Regions from separate parts of the Mus musculus genome. Here region 2 is linked to region 1. A link is a contact called in public Hi-C data. All regions are on one chromosome and are shown on one strand. The core of a region is the stretch at or near the end of the contact, and the rest is flanking DNA. Distances in the headings are between cores, read along the strand shown.

The links. Hi-C and Micro-C count contacts between places; a contact is called where the count stands out from the background.
Region 2: a Hi-C map of rod photoreceptor shows a contact between it and region 1, with 2.5 times the contacts expected there. The contact joins two enhancer-like sites. A contact is called at or near these places in 1 of 15 datasets of contacts at CTCF or cohesin (pro-B cells) and 15 of 484 Hi-C or Micro-C datasets (the C10 cell line, the N1E-115 cell line, brain and 8 more).

The regions. Positions count from the first base shown.
Region 1 is chr4:102,717,125-102,723,818 of GRCm38.p6, forward strand. No RefSeq gene overlaps it. Among named protein-coding and RNA genes, the nearest start is that of Gm24869, 16 kb to the right of the region's middle. Within about 2 kb of position 2,642, at least 33 of the 459 cell types and tissues checked have an H3K27ac peak or open chromatin away from gene starts, as enhancers often do. A contact at or near this core is called in rod photoreceptor, where this site is marked.
Region 2 is chr4:102,852,393-102,859,086 of GRCm38.p6, forward strand. It overlaps Sgip1 (SH3-domain GRB2-like (endophilin) interacting protein 1), which reads left to right. Exons shown (of 26, transcript NM_001285852.1): 2 at 491-554. Among named protein-coding and RNA genes, the nearest start is that of Sgip1, 96 kb to the left of the region's middle. Within about 2 kb of position 3,044, at least 58 of the 459 cell types and tissues checked have an H3K27ac peak or open chromatin away from gene starts, as enhancers often do. A contact at or near this core is called in rod photoreceptor, where this site is marked.

The DNA.
Region 1 (6,694 bases), core at 1,392-3,891:
TGGGCACCTAAAGGAGATAAAATGTGTAAAATACTTAAAACGATGCCTGAAATACATTGCATGTTCACTGTTCACAGAAACCATCATTCACTGTCAAATCAGTACCCTGCCACTCACAGATTCTTGGCAGGAATCCTTTGTGAGCAGCTGCACAGGTCTCACAGAAGAGAGAGATCTTGCTGAATGTGGAGTCTTGCTGAAGCATTGCTTAAGGTGCTGCAAGCACGGCTTAGAGAGCTGAGCTGAGTGAGATCCTGGGCCATCAGTATTGGCCTGCTGCTTTAATTTACCCAGAGATCATTTTTATATAGAAAAATTGTTTATTTCAAGATTTACGATTGCTTGTGAATGGAAAAGTCCACCTCACAAATTGAACCAATAAATTTACGCATTGGGTTTAGAAAGCAGCAGAGGAATTTTAAATGCAAACTTCAGAAGGAGATGGGGAAGCAGCTGAGGTGTTAGCTCAGATACCTAAAATTACACTGAGATTTTTATAGCTGCACAGGGTGAGTTACTTACTCTGAGATGGGGAAAATACATAGATATAGGCATACAGTGCACACACACACAAAACCATGCATAAACAGGAAATATATTTGCATATATTTTAAAAGTGTTCTTTGTATATAGGCACTTAAAGTGAAAAAACGCTAAAAATAAATATATCAAAATATATGCAAGATTTTTATGTGAAAAATATGGATGTTTGTTGAAAGGCTTTAAAGACCTAAGTAAATGTTCACCGATTTTAAGATAGATTCCCTCCATCTCCTCACCTCAAATAAAATGAATAATAAAATCCCACCGAAGGTCTTCATATAACTTAATGGGCTGTGTCTTAGTTAGGGTCATCATTGCTGTGATGAAACACCATAGCTAAACAACTTGTGAGGGGAAAGAATTTGTTTGACTTATGGTTCCAAATCACTGTTCATCACCAAAGGAAGCCAAGACAGGACCTCAAACAGGGCAGGAACCTAGAGGAAAGAAGTGATACAGAGGCCATGGAGGGATGCTGCTTACAGGCTTGCTCATTATTGATTGCTTAGCCTGATTTCTTATAGAACCCAGGACCACAAGTCTAAATATGGTACCACTCTCAATAGGCTGAACTCTCCATCAATCAATAATTAAGAAAACACCCTAGAGCCTTACCTATAACCTGATCTTATGGAGACTTGAGCTTGTGTCAAGTTGACATGAAACTATCCAGCACAGATTATAATCGGCTATTTAGTGTTCTCCTTAAAATACTGTATTAAATTCTAACATGTAGCAACCCCAGAATGCTAGTGTTTTAGGGGAAAGGATCAATGGAGGGGTGACACAGTTGCAATGAGGTCATTGGTACAGGCCCCAACCCAACATGACTAGTGATTTTAGTAAGTATGGATCCGAGTCTGAAGCACCTCTGCAAAAATCCCCAGGATTCTGTATCCTGGAACAATGAGCTGGACCAGGAACCTATGGATGTTGATAGAGACAGTGGTCCTGTATTATGGAAGGGGAGTGGTAGTCTCAAGAGTAGAAACGAGCTGCTGAGCAGGGACCATAGGAGCTCAAGAGCTCAGACCACCTGAGTTTACCATCCTATGTTTACATAGAACTACTTTCTCATGACCTCGTCTTGTATTTGCTGTTCATTGCTGTTGTAGGGGTAGAGAGGAATTTTAGTCTTTATGCCAACTTGATTCTTTCATCTGGTAATCATGATGCCCCATTTCGGTGCCACTACTCTACTGTCAAAGTACCTTCATAAAAAAGGAAAATCTGAAAATAGACAAGGATAAAGAAAAGATAACATGAAGACACTCTGAGTAGAACATGCCATTTTTAAGTCAAGAGTATCTGAAGCAAACATTTTTCTCACGAACCTCAAAGGGGAACCAAACCCTTAATCTTGGACTCCGGAGCTGTATGAATATAAATTTCTGTTGCTTGAGCCACTAAATATGTATTACTTGTTATAACTTAATATTGAGGAGCAAGGGATCATGAATACGCAAGTTTCAAAATAATTCTAAGAAGGGTGTTAGCATGTTATTTTAAGTTATGTTGACTAATGCAGGGTAGTCTGTGAAGAGATAGTATTATTTCAGCTTTGTATCACTGTTCAAAAATACTCAAAATAATTAACCAACAAGAGAAAATGCCTATATGATTCACAAGTTTTGAGAGTCTAGTTTAGGACTGACTGATTCCATGAGTTGGGGCTTCTGCTGGGGGCATTGGATGTCAATGGTGGGTCATGTGACCAATCACAGCAGCTGATGTTACAACCAGAAAGCAGGATCTAACCCAGCAACCTCAGGACCTCTCCTTAGGACCCACCTCTGAGGATCCACTACCTCCAAGTAGTAGCACCCTGGAAGCCAAGATGTTAGTACAAGGACCTTTGAAGACATTTCTCTAAATCATAGCAGAGACATAGACTAGTGGAATCAAATAGAAAGGACAAAGACATAGACTGTATTTTAGTGATATTGAAAGATGACAGACAGCAAAAGACATGGTACAAGTGTTGGGACAATGTGATTTGCTTGGGAAAATTGAAATTTGATTCTTACCTTGTACAAACATAAAATGTCACTGCCAGTAGATGGCGCTTAATACAGAGCTCCATACTGGTTAAACTGCAGAGAATAAGAAAACTGTGGAGGGCTCAGTGTAAATGGGGCATGGGTATCACACCTCCTCCATTCAGGGCTCAGGGATCATGGAAAAAGATGGAGCTAGAAGATTGTAAGAGCCAGAGATTGCTCAGAACTGTTGCAAAGCAGTGTTTTCTGGACATGATAGTCACCTTGCACACAAGAACTCAACTGGCTGTGGCTGTGCACACTACCTACATTAGATCAAGCCAATAAAAATACAAATGTGGATGGTGGAGAGACCCACAAAGCTCCATCCTAGCTGAGGAGTTCTTGGTAGTTGGTGGTTGCCAATAGAGGGAGTATTGGTTTTCTTCTGAAATGCAGCTGTGGTAGTTGCCCAAGATAGAGTAAATGATCTCATTCCCACAACATGTCCTCATAGCACCAATTGAACTCAGTGGTTAAAAAGGACATACATGAACATAAGAGGAAGGACACGAACATAAGAGGAAGATGTGGTTTCAGGGGAGAAGTTAGAGGGGAGGGACTGAAGGTGAATTTCATCAAAACACATTGTAAACATATATGGCATTCTCAAAAAATAATTAGAATTTTTTAATTAAAAATAAATTTCTACCAAATAGAACAAAGTCTGAATTCTAGGAGAAATCACATTTGCAATCTAGAATATAGGACACTATCTTGGACAGGAAAGTGCCATTAAACCAGACTCAAAAGACATCCATAGTGGGTGGAGAGATGGCTCAGCCATTAAGAGCACTGGGTGCTCTTCCAGAAGTCCTGAGTTCAGTTCCCAGCAACCACATGGTAGCTCATAAAACCATCTGTAATGGGATTTGATGCCCTCTTCTGGTGTGTCTGAAGACAGCAACAGCGTACTCATAGACATGAAGTAAGTAAATCTTTTTCTCAATCAGCACAAAGGAAAGGCTGGGAATAACTCAACTACAGTAAAATTAAACATGTATGTTTACAAAAGACAATAAGAAATTAGGGAAAAGACACATTTACACCAGGAAAATTATTCAGAGTAAACATAACTGAAATTCACCAATGGCTATTACAGTTGAGTAAGGAAAACAAAATAACTATATTGCCTAAAAGGGCAAACTATATATGCATAGCAGTTTGTCGAGCAGGAGGATAAAGAGATGCTCAAAGCAAATTAAAACCAACCCTTACTGAGGTAAATGTTAAAAAATCTAGTACTAACCAATGCTGGGAAGGGTGTGTCCCTCTCGTGGAGAGTAATGGATAGAGCCTATTCTGAGAACTAGTTAGCAATAGTTAATCAACTTGAAAATAAAAATCCACTTAATAATTCACTAATCCAGCTCCCCCTCCCGTGTGTGTGTATGTACAAAGAACATATATACATTTATATGCATGTACTTTCAGTAGAAAATCATTGAAGAGTCTTTCTACATGCAAATGGGTCCATAATCTTTTTTTTTAGCAGTAAGTGAATATGAGCACCACAATAAACATGCTTGATTCTCACAACCTAAGTAATTACATTTTAAATGAAAATGTATGATATATATGTGTATATATATATGCATATTATATATATGACTTCTCTGCCACTGTACATCTGTTAGAATGTATAAACATATATATATATATATATATATATATATATATATATATATATATATATATACACATACACACACACACTGTTGATATCAAGCTAAAGTGAAGCCATTGTTAATAGTAACATACATGGAGTGTTAAAAATATATTGCCTAAGAATTGAAATCTCAGACTGGGGAGATGTTGTAGTCAGTAAAGTGCTCACTGAACAAGCGTGAAGATCTAAGTTCAGATCCCAGTGCTCACATAAAAGCTGCATTTCATTGGGCATCTCTATAACCCTAGCACAGAGCTAGGGTGTTTGGAGTTCAGTAAAAGATTCTGCCTCAAAACCTAAGGCAGGAAGTAACAAAGGAAAACATCTAATGTCGACTCTACCACCACTCACACAAGCACGCACACACACTTACTCCATCACCACCTACACACACACTCACACGCACTTACACACAGAGGGGAGGTGGGAGGGAAGGAGAGAGGATAAGGGAATGAGGGAGGGATGAAGGGAAGAAAGGAAAGAACAGAAACCTCAAGTTCAAATTTAAGGCACTCTTTTTATTGGCAGAGTAGTGCTAGGCTCAACACATAGATATAGCATCTATTTTAGTAAGGACTTATTTCTTCCATTTATTATACCAAATTTGTGTCTGTTACATAGATTAAAGCTTTAATGTATTAAAGGACACTAATAATTTTACTGTAAGTTCTGTTACATTCCAATCATTACAAGTGACACTAATTATCAGTCATTACCTCCTTCTCTAATCATAATTTATCATTTCCCATGATTACCGTTATTCTTCCATAGCCTGACAAGAAAAGCAGAAATCTACATAACCCATTAACCAAACAAGATAATTTTGATGCTGGAAATGGAAGCAGATGACTATAATCCCAGCACTTGAGAGGCTGAAGCCAGAAGGTTGTGACTTCTAGGACAGCCTGGGCTATGTAGTTAGATCCTGCCTCAAAAGAAATAAGCAAACAACAGCAACAGCAACCAGGTCTTGAGAGACATAGAAACACTAAATAAAATGTATTTATTACACTGGTAAGCAAATGAGTGTGGACGCTGATGCCTGAAGGGAGTTTCTCTGGACAGCCTACGTTTAGTTTCTTATCCAACTAAGCAGTATCCCACGATGTCTTTCCTCAGTGAGATTTCTTCTTAGCACTCAAACACTCATATTAGAAAATGAATTTATCAGGGTCCTTTCAGCAAAATCTTGCTAGTGTATGCAATAGCTGTCTCTTGTGAGACTAGGCCAGGGCCTAGCAAACACATAAGTAGATGCTCACAGTCAGCTATTGGATGGAGCACAGGGCCCCCAATGGAGGAGCTAGAGAAAATATCCAAGGAGCTAAAGAGATCTGCAACCCTGTAGGTGCAACAACATTATGAACTAACCAGTACCCCGGAGCTCTTAACTCTAGCTGCATATGTATCAAAAGATGGCCTAGTCGGCCATCACTGGAAAGAGAGGCCCATTGGACATGCAAACTTTATATGCCCCAGTACAGGGGAATACCAGGGACAAAAAATGGAAATGGGTGGGTAGGGAAGTGAGAGGGGTATGGGGGACTTTTGGGATAGCATTCTAAATGTAATTGAGGAAAATACGTAATAATAAAAAATATTTAAAAAAAAGAAAATGAATTTATGTGCCTCTGAGATAGTTTTCCTTCAGACGAGCTGCTTCCTAGATGCCCATCTCTGACAGACATATTGAGTGACATAGAGAATATGTCCTAAAACATAGCACCAAACAATGGCTTGATGAAAGGTAAACTGAGTTAGGACAGAATAAGCCCAGAGAGAAAGGGGTGGGGAAACCCAGCAGGAGAGGGGAACACATAGCTCTTGACTTGAATGTCAATGGTCCTAGGTCTGTCCTTCACCCGGAAGATCAGAGGCCATTTTGGGAATGTGAGTGTGGAGGTGTCTGGAAAAGTCCTTTCTGATCAGGAATCCCAGAGATTCACCTTAGGGGATTCCTCAGAGAGGAAGAAAAAGAGGAATCTGCCTTCTTGAAACTGACCCTGAGTGGAACTCTCAAAAGAGAAGAGATCTGAGAGAGTCCTCGAATGCTAGTTCAAGATCACATGACACAGGACAAGAATTCACCCATGTAGCCAGTAAGTGTAGCCCCATATTGGTAGTTTAACAGGCATAGACAGAACAAGCAGTCCCGAGCTGGGAGAAAACATGCTTGAATCAGTTTCCTAAAATACACATATGTTTCTAGCCAAATGAATTCACAATCAGAAATCTTACAAATCAAGATTGAGCAGAAACAATAATCTGCAGAGTTAAATAGAAATTAATTTGTAGGTTAAAATTAATTGATAATATATTTGAAATGATATGCTTAGAGAGGTTGTAAGAGCCAAGGGTGGTAATACAGGTCTATGGTCTCTCGCTTCTCAAAAGTGTCTATGCTTTTGAGTGAGTGTCAGATTTTATAGGCCATATTTGAATC
Region 2 (6,694 bases), core at 1,794-4,293, 140 kb after region 1:
GTTGCTTAGGAGTCTAAGAACCTCCCTCCCCGGGGCTCACAAACACCTGTTGGAACCTCAACAATGAATCACACTCCCATATTCATATGCATATGCATACGCTGACACTGCTCTATGCAAAGTTAAGAGCTATGTGGCAGCTTTCCTTATTCTCTTTAGCACTGGGGATTGAACCCCTAGGGCCTGGTCTGTGCCAGGCAGGTGCCCAACCACTGAGCCATGTCCTTAATACCCCTAGGCCTTATTTTTTCTTTACTTTTTTTTTTTTTTAAATCTTTGAGACAAGAAATCGCAAAGTTGCCCAAACTGATCTTAAACTCAGTCTGTAGCAAAGAAGGGGCCCTGGATTAGAAATGCCCCAGCCTCTGGGGCGCTAGAGCAGTGTCCACTGTACCAGGTCTGGCTGAACCTTCCCTGATACATTCACTTGCTCTGCTGGTTGTTTTCTGACCATTTGCTGTTTTGTTTTGTTTTGTTTTTTTAACCACAGGACTGAAAAAACGTACAAGGAAGGCCTTTGGAATACGGAAGAAAGAAAAAGACACTGACTCTACGTATGTACCTTAGAGTTTGCCCCACTGGCTTCAGTCTAAGTCACTGATGTTGGTTTAAAGAGGGCCTGCCCCAAAGGCTCTTCTGAGAGCGGATGCTCATTTGTTTGGTTTTCTGGGCTTTCCCCATTTCTGGGTCAACTGCCACTGTTCGTCATAGATACTTAGATTTGTGCCTTTAAAAGGTAGACATTATTCATCACAGATTCAAAATTTTTTATCATGTATTTTCACTGTCTCATATCTAGTCTGTTACTTCCAAGCAGAGGGGCAGAAAATGTGATTATTTCATTTGTAGAAGTAAAAAAAGAAAAACTAAAAAAACACCCAGTTACACTTCCAGAGCTATCTGTATGAGATCCCAAGAGAATAACATAATACCTATGTAGGCAGATTCACCCTAACACAACCCCTAGATGACACCCCAAAGCTCTTATTTGAGATCCTAAGACTGGGCAGGCAGAACCGTATGGACAGGAAGCTCAGTTCATTTCACTGCCAGAAAGAAACCAATGCCAAAACAAATATAGGCTTGCTTTGATGTAGCTAAGTGATCCTGCCCAAGAAATTGGACTCTCTGTGTCCCCCGGGAGAGTAGACCCTGGAGAGTGCTAGTAGCATAACACGTTCACTTGGTTCTTATTTAACCATATTGAGTGTTCATTTTGAAGCTGGCCCTGACACAAAATTTTAGTAACATCATCCCTGGCCGGGAGCATGGACTCTCGGTCTAGCTCAGTGAGAGGAGAGCAGCAGCAAGCAGCTACAGCTGGCTGTAAGGTGAACTGCAGGTCTGCGAAGGCCTGCCGCTCTGAGATTCCATTCGGTTCCATCAGAATGGAATCCAGCAGAATCCTTCACCCAGCGTACATGAAAAAGAACAATCTAGAAAAATCACAGCTATGTGTGAAGAGGTGAACACAATTCATTAGTTCCATCTTCAAGCCTTTAATTTTCACTTTAATTAAATATAAATCTTATCATAGGACAGTTAGCATTTTCTTGTGTCCTTCCATGCAAGAATATAAAATTGAGTCAATAAAGTATTACACAAATTAAAAAGTATTTCCTGCATCTAAAGGCACCGGGTAAAGTGCCTAGTGGGCTCCTTCATATTTAATAAGCATCAGCTCTGACGACTCTCCTGACTGGTATAAACTGGCAGTGATGAGTTCCTCGTGAGCAATTCCCATGGAATTTCAGAGAAAGTTGAAGGTAAGAAAGGCCACATTTGGCCTGATGCTTCCTGGCAGGAGGACATTGAGTCTAGCTTTCTAAAAGGTGAGGGGCTTTCTTTCACACAAATGGAATGAAAAAAGCAAAGGCAGAGAGGTGGGAAAGGTATCGGGCATCAGGACAGGGCCAGACAGTGTCACACGCCCGCGAGCCGTTGGTAAATGTGGTCTCGGGAGGCCAGGATGGAAAGTGGATGTGGTAAAACAGGAAGGGCCTTAAATCATAAGCTGAGGGCCATCCATCCTTGGCAGTGGGTCACCTTGGACCCCTGAAATGTAAACCAGAGATGTGAGGCACTGAGAAGGGAGCTTACCTTTCTGTGTAGATGCTAGATGTTAACTCAGTTGTTACAGTTGACGCTTCCTCTTTTGGTAAATATTTCTTGGAAATTACGTTTACTGTGGTCCTGAAGCAATTTCTAAATGATTAAGTTAGGAATATTTTTTTTCCTGAGCATCTAATACTTTATAATGCTTCTTGATAAGTTTGCCATTTTCTAAATATTAACCATCAAAATAAAATAACATCCCTTACTCTCCCTTGGATACCTGTCTGTGTTCTTGCCCCAGTTCAGTCAGGAGAGTCTTCAGAACTTGGAAATCATGCAGTTCGTTACTTGGCCTCAGTTTCCTTACCTGGGACAATGAGCTTTCTATGAGGTGACGTCCAGGTCCCCTAGAAGGCCACACACTGAGCAGTCGGCCACACCTGGGGGCGGGGGGGAGGGTGGCAAAGAGATGGAAAGGGAGAGGGAGAAGAAAAGAGAGTGGGAGAGAAAAAGAGAGAGTAGGAGGGGGGCTAAATGAGCCCCAGGGCAAGCTCAGCTAATTTGTATGTGGCCAAAGCCTTTCTTTCCCATTGCCAAGTCTATTAAAGTAAGTTATTCCTCACACCTTTGCCTCAGATGTCCCGTCTCTCTGAGGTCTTCTAATGAGGCATTACTTTATAGAGTCTCAAGTGTCTTTACTTAACTTCTCTTGAGTACAGAATTACTTACAGGAGAGCAAATTAATAACCTGGCTCCCCCCAACAGCGATGGCTAAAGGACAGGCTGTCTTGGGAAAGCTTTTGTTTTCATGAACCCCTGTTCTCAAATTGAATCATGGATCATACTTGGAGAAGGAACCATCCACACAAAAGGGTTCATAGAACGCTCGGGCAGTGTGCTGTCCCTCCAGCTTTAGATAATCCTTATATTAGCCTGCAATCAGTGAGACCTTGTTGGTGCCGGGCCTTTTTCAGAATTGTTGCAACCTGCTTAGGGTTGCTAGGCAACGCTAGGGTAGCAGCCAGCATCAACTTCAACTGATTGAACCTCCTCAGAGAGAGTGGGGCAAAAACCAGAGCTTCCTGATTTGATCATCATTAGAGAGGCTGATAGAGAGAGGAAGGGAGGGAGAGCCTTGCTAAGTGGCAGAATATGTGACTGCCCTGTTATCCTTCATTTTCACATAATTCAATAAGGTCAGTAACAATACCTCACTTCTAGAGATGAGACATCAGTGCCAGCCGGGGTTAGCAAGTTGCAGAAGGCCTTGATGTAAGCAAGGCTGAGAACAGAACCCTGCTCTAGAAAAGACGGGAAAGATCTGTAACCCAGACAGACCATTAAAGAGAAATGGCAACCGTTCCAGGAAACCAACATTTAAAATTAGAGGCCACACAAAGATGATGAATAACGAGGTTTAAAATAGAATTTATCCAATATAAAGTATCTCATTAAGAAAAGAAGAAAACTTATTAAAATGAAATACAGGTCTAAGGCTTGATTGGTTCTCTTATGGAATGCAGTATAAATTTGGCATTGTGTAGAAAATGGCGAATTAAAAGCTGCCTCTGTGTGTCCTGGTGAAGAACCCGTCTGTCTAATTCTGAAAGAGAAAGAATAGAGAAACGTCAGAAACTCACAGAGGGGATGGTAGGGCAGCTGGAGAGTGTGCACAAAAGGAAAGAAAGGCAGTATATAGAAAGAAGCAAAAGCCAACGAGATCCACAGAATCCTCCGACTGGAAGCAGCCTGAAGCAGCCATCAGCTAGCACCCACACACAGAGAGCTGCTTTGAGTCACCAGCGGGAGCCTAAAGCTGCAGTCTTCTGCAAGCACGGCATGTGGCTGTCCCGGAGAATGTGTGGAAGACCATAGATGAACAGCAGCATGGGAACACAAGAACTGTGCTGACCCAGGCCCGGTCCTGCCCAGCCCGTGAATGCATTTTCAGACTTTGTGGGTCACTCATCAGGGAAGGGGCCAGGAATCACAAAGGAAAAGAATGTCCAGCCACAGAGGTAAACACAAGCCTGCCAGCGCCCCCTCAACACTAATGCCTGAATGGAAAGCAGGCTTTCCAAGCACACCGGGAAGAGATGGGATTAGATGGCTTGCAGCCCCCATCGTCCCCCATTAGGACATTCTAACAGAAAGCTGTCCCCAGCACAGACGCTCACTCACTCACAAGGGGGGACATCTAAGTCCAACTTGTCTGGATCACTGAGAACAGGACCTCACTCCCCATCTGTAGGGACAGCTACAAGAAAAAAACTAACAAAGGAATGGGGGCAGCCATGTTATCCCACCTAAGAAAAGTACAAGCTAGTGGTATACTTCCCATTTCATTTTAATTTTCTTTGTTATTTTAATTCACACCTTTTCATCTCTCTTATATAGTTCCTTTTGGTCTGAATCTTGCCTGAACAGGCTTTTCCATCTCTTTTCCTGAGTCTCTTCCTTTGTATTTTCTCTATTAGTCCTCACACTTCTAACTCACATACTGGGGCTCTCCCATAGCTCACATCGCTCCCTGAAGATCTTCCCTCCTCCTCCTCCTCTCTTTTCTCTCTTCCTCCTCCTTCTCTTCTTCTCTTTTTCCTCTTCCTCCTCTTTCTCTTTTTTTTTTTTTTGGTGGGGGGAGAGGGTTGCTTGTTTTTCAAGACAGGGTCTTTCTGTGTAGCCTTGGTTGTCTTGGAACTCACTCTGTAGACCAGGCTGGCCTCAAACTCACAGAGATCCACCTGCCTCTGCCTCCCAAGTGCTGGCATTAAAGACGTGCATCGTCACCACCAGCTCCTTTTACCTAACTATTAACTCTAGCAGCTCTAAAACACTGTAAACTGCATTTTTTTTTCTTAAAGTACCCTGGTGTCCCTGTCTCCGAACCTTACTGGGAACATAAGTTTTTGGTTGGTTGGTTGGTTTTGTTTGTTTTGTTTTTATTCTGTATGTATACCAAGATTGCCATAAATCGCCATGTTTGAATATATAGTTTGCTTCACCCAAAAAATTGTAATGAGGGAGAAATCCAAGCAGAAACCATTTGACCAGAAGACTCCCATAAATTACATTAAACAAAAAAGTGAAAAGAAAGGACAAATTAAAACCTGGAGTTCATAAAGATCCCAATAAATGTACAAAAAAGAAAAATCAAGAAAACAGAAACCACATGGGAAATCAAGCCACTCTAGTACTTTTGCAAGCTCAGAACTCAAAGACAGAAGCGCCATCTTGTAGCGAGAATGCCAGAAGACTTCAGACTCTTGCTGTTAAACACAGAGGCCTCATCCAGTAGATAAGTAAAAGAAGAAAGTGAGCTTAGAACCTACGTGAGAAAGTTAGTCGAGGTAATGATGGTGAGTGGTATGGAAGAGATCTTCAGAAACACAGAGGAAGTCAGATTTGGAAGAAAAAAGAAAACAAAAAGGAAACGTTGGAAATAAGAGTCATCAACAAACAAGGATGAGTGGAAGAAAGCTTTCCACGTCTGGAGAAGATCAGTCATATGCGGAGGAAAGTAAATGAATGAATATGAGCAAGTCTTCCTAGAACTCTGGCCCACGTTCAAGAGACTACAGGAGGTTTTTAGAAAGGCATAGACAATCTAGTCCATGAGGTTATAGCAGAAAATTTCACTAGAGAAGTGGGCATATGAACAATAGGAATGTAGAATACTGTCTTAGTCAGGGTTTCTATTCCTGCATCATGACCAAGAAGCAAGTTGGGGAGCAAAGGGTTTATTCAGCTTACACTTTGCACACTGCTGTTCATCACCAAAGGAAGTCAGGACTGGAACTCAAGCAGGTCAGGAAGCCAGAGCTGATGCAGAGGCCATGGAGGGATGTTATTTCTGGCTTGCTCAGCTCGCTCTCTTATAGAACCCAAGACTACCAGCCCAGGGATGGCACCACCCACAAGGGGCCTTTCCCCCTTGATCACTCACTAGTCCACAAAGGCAAACACAACAAACTAATGCCAGATCTCTCGTCGTCTAAAATCCAGGGATGCATGGAATATGCTTCAAGCCCCAACAGGAAGTAACTGCCAAAGAGTCTGCTATATTTAACAGAGCAGCCTTTTAAAACTGATGGAGAACTTAGGACATTTCCAAACAAGCTCCGTTAAAGCAATTCATGGCAACCACACCAGCACTGAAGGAAACGCTCACAAGACTGTGATACAAAGGGTTAGAAAAAAATCATCCCAACCACAGGAGCACAGAAAGGAATGATGATGATGATGAGGAGGAGGACGACGACGATGACGACGATAGAAATAGAGGGAAGAGGGGACCTACTGTGACCACACAGTAGCCGCTCATCCTAACCGGGGAGAAAGAAAAGAACACCTAATACTCTGACAAACCAGAAAAATAGCCAACAGCATGAAAGGAATTTCTAGAGATTGCTCTGTAATGACTTTAATGTAAATGGCACCATCCTAGCTAACCAGGGCTGGAGAGGTGGCTCAGCAGTTAAGGGTCTGAAAAACACCCACCTGGAGATCCACGACCATCTGTAACTCCAGTTCTAGGAGGTTCAATAACGCCATCTGGTTTCCACAGGCACCAGGCATGCACAAGGTGCATAGACATGCAACCAAAACGCCCATACTCATGAAATAAAAATACCTCAATCAT